2 separate regions of the Mus musculus genome follow, and region 2 is linked to region 1. The links are chromatin contacts, called in public Hi-C maps. All regions are on one chromosome and are shown on one strand. Each heading gives the region's core, a stretch centred on a gene start, on an enhancer-like site or on the middle of the called end of the contact. The rest is flanking DNA. Distances are from core to core; before and after follow the strand shown.

Region 1 (4,484 bases), core at 1,818-4,317:
CATATTCATTCTCTGCAACCTCACAGACCACAGGGAAAACATGCAAAGTGGAAGCTAAGGAAATATCTCCATGACTAAATGCTCTCTGTGTAGCATGAGAACCCAAGTCCTTAATACCCATAGAAAAAATGTAAGAACTCCAGGGACCCGTGGGTGAGATTGCAAGTCCAGAGTTAGAGGCTGCCTGGGCTTGCTGGCCAACCAAGTAGCCTGACAAATGAGCTCGAGGTTATCTGCGAGAACCTGTCTCAAAAATTAAGGTGGGGAAGGACAGAGGAAGACACAACATCAGCCTCTTGCCTTCTCACAACATGCACACATACACCTATGAAAGAGTGGGAAAGACACATGGCAAACAACCCCAAGTTCCAGGAACTTCGAGTTTGAGAAGTTGAACATAAGCAACCCCAAGAGTTATGCCCCTCTTGGAGGTGCTATATATAGGATCTTCAAAATTCCTTCCCAGAATCCCTTCCTCTGGCTTTGGTGGGCTGTTCTGGTTCCAAAAACCCATGCTTGGAGTCTGTCAGACACCAAGCAGCCCAAAACAGGATCAGTGTAACTTTTTTTGTAAGCCCTGACACAGTTCTGCTGTGTCCTACCCACTTAGGAACACTTGGAGAGAGGCAGAGTAACAGGGAGCAGTTGTGCCCCGGCTAAAAGGTCAAGGAGCAAACACTGTGTATGTCTGCAAGTGGTGGTGAGGGGTTCTGGGATCAGGACAGGTGTGAAACAAAGCAAAATGTTCTAGAGCATCCATCTAGGGCCTAGAAGCAAGTCATGGATGTAGCTTGTTGTAGTCACAGAGAAGCCAACACAGTGAAAGTCTGTGTGGCACACAGAGTGAGTGAGAGCATCTCCACAGGGAAGACAGGAAGGTCTGCCAGACAGGAAGGGAGGTAGGGGGTGAGCACCGGGCTCTTCCTTGAATAATGGAGATCGAGCTTCTCCCATGACACCCCCAAAGTAAGGCCCGTGGACACGTAGAGGATAGGTATGGAGAGGAGAGCGGAGTAGAATGAGGGATGGAGATGAGGGAACAGAATTCTTTGGAGACAAGCCACTTTAAGTCTCCTGAGAGAGAGCTGACAGTGAATGTCCGGGAAGGAGAAATGTCTCACAGGCAGCAGCCCTTGAAGTCAAGAGGAGGTCACACGAGCACATCGCATACATAATCACTGTGCCAGTGTCATGGGCACAGAGTGAGGTCACGGGGACGGGGGACGGGGGGGGGGGGGTGTTGCATCCGCCACAAGGTTGTGGACCAGGCCTTAGGCTACACTGTTCCCACTGTGTCCTTAGGAACTTGAAGGGGTCTGACCCAGCAGACAGCAGGTGCATTGTAGCTATTTGATGAATGACTGAAAAAAAAATTGTAGGAGACTCCAAATACTTGGATACTGAATAAGACCAACTAAGATAGTTGTGAAGGGAATACGGTCTGGAAGCCACCCCAAGGTGACAGGAATCTTTTATATCAGGACATGGGCTTATTCTCCGTGTATCTGGATGATTTGCTGGTATGGTGAGAGTCTGGACAATGAGATGAGCACTTGGCTCAGGGAGAATGTAATTTCAGCCTGATACATAAAGTTGAATGGAGATGCATTGAGCATAGAGAACTCCAGTGCAGGCGGAGAGGTCAGTCAGGAGTCGAGAGAGTTCCTTAGCCCATGGTTTTGAGAACTAGTGGAGGAAAAGTGGATTAATACATGGTTGAGGGTGTAGTGAAGGAAGACTGAGTAAGAAGGTCCACCTGCAGCTTCATCTTGGAGCTGTGTTGGGAGTCGGGTATAAGAGAAGCAGGTAAAAAGAGGGACAGGTCCCATTCCAGGGACAAGAGACAGATGGCGGTAGGTGTAAATGCCATAGGTCAGCTCACGTCTGCTGTGTGCATCAAATGTATGTATGAATATGCCCTCAAGCTCTTGCAAAGACATGGGTGTTCTTAGGTATGGTGACACACTCATTCATGGAGGGGCAGGTTTTGAATTCTTACCACACAGATAACCCTTCAAGCTGAAGGAAGTACATCTGTTCAGGTTCATTCCATTCCAGTTCATTCCATTACACTCCTCTTTGGTATGTTTCTTCCATTGTCTGCTTTTTCCAAGTTGCTGGCAATACTAAATGAGATACCTAGTTTTGGCAGTATAATACACACACACATACATATGCACAAACATACACACAAACACCACATGCACACAAAATCCCCCATTATGCCATAGACACCCATTTATACATATATACACAGACAGGCATGTACACATAATCTCCATTATGCCATACATACTATATACACACTACACTACACACACCATCCACACACGCTACACTTACACACAAGTCCTCATAACACACATACGCAAGGAACCCCCATTACAAATCAAACATACTATACATACATACTACCCACATTATGCACATACACATACACACACACAACTCCTTATAGCACATACCCACACATACATAGCTCCCAAATAACACACACACACACACACACACTGTTTAATGCTCAGCCTCTCTGGAATAGAATCCATACATTTGATTTTGAAAGTTTTCTGGAGAAGGTGTGTCCAAACATCTGATCAAACATCAAAAATTCCAGTTCCCTGTCCAGATGTTGTGTCTACACTGGGTTTAACAAATGGTTATTTTGAAATATGTAAGTGACACGATTTTTTTTTCTGCTTTCTGCATATGGACCAGAAAACCATCTGAATAATGGTGTCAACTGATTCCATTCAGGATCCCCCTTTCTAATGAAAGACGAATAGATGGATGGATCTACTCTCTCACTCCTGAGAGAGCACGCTGCCTAGTGAAGCCGAGAGGCTGGGAGCGCCAGGCAGCAGCAGTTCTGTTTGCCTCTTCTGTTTTGGGTGAGCTGCCCTGTAGTTTGTTCAGACCACTTTTCTTGGCTCAAATACAATACCTAAGACAGAGATCATTTGTCAAGTGAGCACGGTACACTGAGAGCTGTAGGCAGATTATGGAAAGAGAGAGGGAGGAGAGAGAGGGAGGAGAGAGCACCGGAGAGAAGAAAGAGGGGGAAGAGGGCGAGGAGTGGAGCAGACTTCTCCCCGTACATCCTTTCTCGGGCACCTCAGGCACCAAGAATTCAAGTTAGACTGCTCGCGGTGCAGAGGCGCCACCCGCGAGAGGGGAGCCACTGGAGGCTCCAGGCATGGCTCTTTTCATGTGGGATGCTTAAGGACTGCAACACAGACAGAGTAACTTGCAGAGAAGAGAAACTGGCATGAGGATTCCGCCAAAATGGAAGGGCTCCTATCTCCGATGAGAACCAAGGTAAGGGGGACTAAACCCTGGTTTCTTTGCGCGCTCCTTGGTGGTTTAGGGAAGGCTCACTGAAAAGGAAGATTATACTAGCTTTTGTCTCGTTTCGGAACTAGGCTGGCGAATGCAACTGGACCTCTCAAAGAATAGCTTTGCCTCCAAGGCAGAGCTACTACAATCAGTGAAAAGGGGAAGGGGGCGGGGGGCCATCTGTCAGCGTGGACAATGGGAATCTTAGTAAATGAGTTTGCCTCTCGGTTGATTAGACAGCCATATTTTAGCAGGATTTCCAATCATTCTTGCTTTGGGACCGGAGCTGCCCTCCAGCTGTTGGTGTGCTTGCAGGAAGTACGGATTTCTCTGGCTGCGCTGATGTTTCGCAGGATGAGTCCCGCTTTTAAGGCAAAGAGCATGCCCAGCTTTCACTGGAACATCCTCTGGGCTCCTCCTCCGGTTCAGAGCGGAGGATGGGGAAGCCTCTCTATTGAAAGTAGGTTAATGCATTCTGGAGAGCGTTTTGTTCTCAGAAAACTCGCCGACCTGAACAAGAGATTTCAGGGCAGCGCTAATCAAACACACCTTGAACTTGTTCCGGAAGCCTATAGAAAAAAGCTCCAGGAGACTGATCCCAACCTCGTGGACATTTTTCTCCTTGGTTGGAGTTTGCTTTTTACTTGAAAAGGACTGCCTTGTACATGGACTTTCCCAAGGAAAGCTCAGATGAAGAAAGGGCTACTGAATTCATGCATAACTTTGAACAGAGGCTGAAAGTTTTAAATAACGCTAGCAATATTATTTTTCTTAATTGATTAATTTTAAAATTTAGGAGGCAAATAGCTCTTTAAACATATAACAGTGGTGAAATCAATAGGATCAGGCTTTTATTTAACTCGTTTCTTTGATGTTCAGCTAGGGTTAAAAAACAAATAGAGCCTTTTGTCAAGGAAGTGGTCTTGGTTGTTTTCTTGTTGTTTTGTTTTTGTTTGTTGTTGTTATTGTTGTCTGCCCCTTCTAGTTAAGGGGCATGACTGTGACACTTTGAGACAACATTGGAATGTTGGGACATGCATGAAAGCACCACAGCATGTGGGGGTGGACATTCTGCTGGGTTCACCCGTCCTTTGATAATCACCCTTCATTAGAAGGACAGCCCCAGTGACAGTTGCTACAAAGCTTCTGAT
Region 2 (4,282 bases), core at 1,157-3,656, 100 kb after region 1:
AAATAAATGTTAGGGATTTAATATGTATTGACTTTTTTTTAAAAAAAACACATTTATTTTATTGTTTTCAGTTGTGCATATATGTGTGTCTCTGTGTGGGGGGTTGTATATGTGTGTCTCTGTGTGGGGGGTTGTATATGTGTGTCTCTGTGTGGGGGGTTGTATATGTGTGTCTCTGTGTGGGGGGTTGGGCAGGTGCCAGATGGGAATTGATGGGTTTGTGAGGCACCTCACACGGATGCGGGGAACCAGGCTCACATGCCCTGTCAGAAGAATGTATGCTCTTAACCACTGAGCCATCATCCCCCATCCCCATAGTATCATTTCTTGTTCAAACTGGGCCATCCTCCCACACATCCCCCTTAGGTAAGTGGTATAACATCTCAGCAAGCCAGCAGAGAAATGGCACATAGTCCTTTCTTCTAACAGGGGCCTGAGCCTCTGCTTTTTACTGGAAATCAAATCGGAAAGGTCGATTTCATGACATTGTCCCCCATTCCTGCTAAGGCATCTGCATATTGACACTCTAAAAGATGACCCGAAAAAGCACGCTGTTGGGTGGGTTAAAATAAACGTCTAGTGCAGGGTGACATATAGAGAAACATTGCGATAGAGTAGCTATTTGGGCTGGAAGAGAACTTTCCTAGTGCAGTCTTGCTGGAATCACCTGCTTGCTTCTTCACAAATACTGAGAACCTATGTGAGCCATGTTCAGCCAGACCCTTGGTCTTAGGCTCTAGAACTCACAGGTGCAAATGCACATCTTCCCATTCCAAGTGGCCACAGTTGCCTGCCGCCATAGTCAATTGTTAGAGAAACTGGGCAGAAGCACATAGCTTCCCACCAACTCCTAGAGCAGTTTTCCCTGCTAAGATGAATCCCCTCTGCCTCAGGTGACCAGAGCCAGGCAACTCTGACTTTGTCTTCTGAAAGCATATATGTTGTTTCCAACCCCTGCTGTTGTGGTCCACGTGCAAAAGATAGACCTGTCAGATGGCACTGCTCACCACACACACACACACACACACACACACACATAAGCACATAGTCACACAGACACTCACATATACACCTTCTTCTGGCGATGTTAGCAAGGGAAACTGGGAGCTAGGACTATGGTCACCACTAAGCCATTATATGGGTAAGAAAGCATTACAACTCCCTCTTTTTATTTATTCAGACCTTGGTTCTGTGCCAGCGGACATCCAGAGGAGCAAAGTACATTTCTGTCTTCTTTCATGACATACTGCTTCTTTGTTTCATAAAGTTAAGCACGGTTAGGCCATGCTTATGTATGCTTATGTATGTATGCTTGTTTATGGAGCTTTTTGAATGTTGGTATGTATTTACATATTTGTGGTGGAGTGCATATGTGTCCGTGGAGTGCATGTGCAAGTGTGTGCAAGAAGTCAGATGTCAGCCTTTAGTGTTGTTCCTCTGGTACCCTCCACCTTGGCTAACCCAAAGCTTGCTAATTTGACTACAATGGCTGACCAGGAAACCCAGAGACTCACCTCTCTCCACCACCTGAGGGCTGTGATTACAAGCACATACCATAATAACAGGATTTTTTAAAAGAAGGTGGCTTCTGAGGGTTCAGCACAGGTCCCCATGCTTATGCTACAAGAACTGTATTGGCTGGGCCATTTCCCAGATACTATTTAGCATTTGATTGTGGTCATTTCTTCAGGACGTTTTCCTACTTAAGTTGGAGGACTCAAGTGGCTCCCTACCTATCTTGGTCTTGGAAATCTCATTTAAAAAGTGCCAACGCCTATATGACGGCCTCCACCCTGAAAGTCTCACAGCTGGAGGAAAGGCAACCACTGTCCAACAAGACACAGCGACAGGTTTAAAGAAGCACAGCTCCCAGGAGTCCCCTGACTGGGTGGAAGTGGCATTCCCTCTCCTGCAAGTTAGGCAGCATGGATGAAATGTTTATAAGCAACATAGTAGTCCCCATATGCGTGGGAGCATTGATAGGAGCTAGTCCAACTACTGCAGCCTTGTATTCTTAACTTGCCTCTGCCAGCAATGCAACAAATGAACTATCTCCTCCATGCTCAAAATAGACACGGTTTTCTGAGGCCCAAAGTTCACCAGCTGGTCCCAATAAAGTGCCTTTAAAATTCCTGCAAGAAGATTATGCTTTGTGATTGTGCAAGAATATATATTGTCCCAAGCCTGTTCAGATGACCATAGCAATGTAAGGTGGAGGGACTTGTGATAGTGTTTGCATGACTTGTGATAGGGTTTTACAAGGAGAAATATTTCAGACGCTACAGGAAGTGACCATAACAACAAGTCATTTAAACAGCTCCATGAAGGGAGAGTGGAGCTGGGGACACGCATTCTTTCAGCGAGGCTGTAGCTAGGGAAAACGCCAATATAAAAACAACCTATTTTTAGGGGCTCAATATCTCTTCTGTAAATGCTTGTGAGTCATATTTTACAAGGGCAACACACTCAGCCACTGTTGTACCCCAGCTCCCAGCCACCTTAGGAGAAACAAAGAGGATTCCGTCAGTGAGCGCTTCCTGGCAAAATTGCTTGTGAGCTTTTGATTGCAAAATCATTATGTTTGGCACTGAGTTAAGTAGCAGGAAGAACCTGACTTGATTTTTCAAATCCCTCGGCTGATACAATGCTGCTCTTAAGCTTTTAAACTGCTCAGTTAGGCTCAAAAGTCTCAGGGAAGCTGTAAAATGTCTATTTTAGATTCTTAGTTTTTAGTGTGCTTCCCAAGCCCCGGCAGGATTTTAATGGCATATCTGTAACAGGAGACCCCCACGCTCATATCTGGGCCGTGGTGTCTTCTCTGCTGAGGCCAATAGATAATCCTCAGGGGTTAGAATACATAGTCTGGAGAACACATGCCAGCTGGGAGTCTGTGAAACCCCCAGGCGAGCCTGTGTGATGGGATACTATGCAGATGGCAGAGAACTCTGACCCATGTTCAGCTGAACCCTGGTGGCTTCCCAAAGAACTGCAGGGAGGGCCTTTAAATGACACTATGTGCTTCAAGTATAGGACATAGGATCTTTGTTTTAGTTGACATTGTTTTATTATTATCTTTCTCTTAAACTGGTAAACACAATAACGGGCCTTACATAAGCTCTGCATACATTGCTTTTTATTGCTTCTCGTCCCTTCTCCCTTCTTTGGGACCCTGCCCACCCCTGCCCCTGCCCCTGCCCCTGCCCCTGCCCCTGCCCCTGCCCCTGCCCCTGCCCCTACCCCTGCCCCTGCCCCTGCCCCTGCCCCCACCCCCTACCAATTCTCCTTCCTTTTCCAAGTCTATAAATTCTGTTATATTTTTTCTTACCACCCCCTACCTCTAGCTAAAGACATCTGGTTCCTTTTCTAGTTCTCTCTCTCTCTCAAATGCAGGAGCCACATATGAAAAAAAATATGCAGTATTCATCATTTTAGATCTGAGATATTTCACTTAATATAGTAGTGCCCACTTCTACTCATTTTGCTGCAAATATTATAATGTCATTTTTTCTTTCACAGCTAAACAAAATTCCATTGTGTGTAGGTATCATAAGACTTTTTCTCCATTCATCTGTTGTTAGACATTCCTTTACTGTAATGCAATAGTGAGCAAGGCATGCTGGCTTATCTGTCGTAAAACATATAGGCCTCTGGGTGATACCCAGGAGCAGTACAGCTGGGCCACTTCGTGGTTATGTGTTTAGTGTTTTGAGACTTCTATTCTGATTTCCACAGTGATTTAACTATTTTGCAGCCCCACTAGTCGTAAGTCAGGGTTCTGCTTTCTGGACATCCTCACCAGATGTGGTCTTTTGCGGTGCCGTAGAAAGAACATTAGCATCATCACAGTTAAATTTAAATAAATAAACTTAAATTTGGGATATGTCCATTATACGCTCTGAGCCTTAATTTCCATATCTGTGAACTATCCAGAGATAATAAGATCAACCCAACATCATCACCAAGAGAAGGATGAGCATGGGAAACCTCTGCCTTCTACTGATGAGGTCAGCTTGAGCCCACAATCCTGCCAGGGCCTCACCAGTGGTGGGAACACAGACTAGAATCACAGCTCCAGACTCTTGCCTCGGTCTTGAAGTGCCAAAAAGTGACTTTCATCTATATCCAGTAGTTATTCAAGTACAACACATACTCACCATAGCACTCAGGAGACAGCCCAATGTGCTGTTATATCAAAATAATTAAAAGAACATATTTATTTTGAGGAATGGAAATATTCATTGACTGCATGATGCATCTCCCTTTCCTATGTATAAATCATACT

Evidence for each region. Hi-C and Micro-C count contacts between places; a contact is called where the count stands out from the background.
Region 2: a contact with region 1 is called in a Hi-C map of cerebral cortex, with 4 times the contacts expected there. The contact joins the enhancer-like site here to the promoter of Frmd4a in region 1. A contact is called at or near these places in 3 of 484 Hi-C or Micro-C datasets (cerebral cortex, nephron progenitors and uterus) and 1 of 9 other capture datasets (pancreatic islet).

Annotation. Positions count from the first base shown.
Region 1 is chr2:4,149,796-4,154,279 of GRCm38.p6, forward strand. Frmd4a (FERM domain containing 4A) reads left to right here and starts at 3,068. Exons shown (of 23, transcript NM_172475.3): 1 at 3,068-3,315. The coding sequence starts at 3,283.
Region 2 is chr2:4,250,650-4,254,931 of GRCm38.p6, forward strand. The region is part of intron 1 of Frmd4a (FERM domain containing 4A); the gene reads left to right. It overlaps Gm39752 (a long non-coding RNA gene), which reads left to right. Exons shown (of 2, transcript XR_865942.2): 2 at 1-4,282. Among named protein-coding and RNA genes, the nearest start is that of Gm39752, 5.4 kb to the left of the region's middle. RefSeq lists an enhancer at 1,370-3,288. Within about 2 kb of position 2,407, at least 90 of the 459 cell types and tissues checked have an H3K27ac peak or open chromatin away from gene starts, as enhancers often do. A contact at or near this core is called in cerebral cortex and uterus, where this site is marked.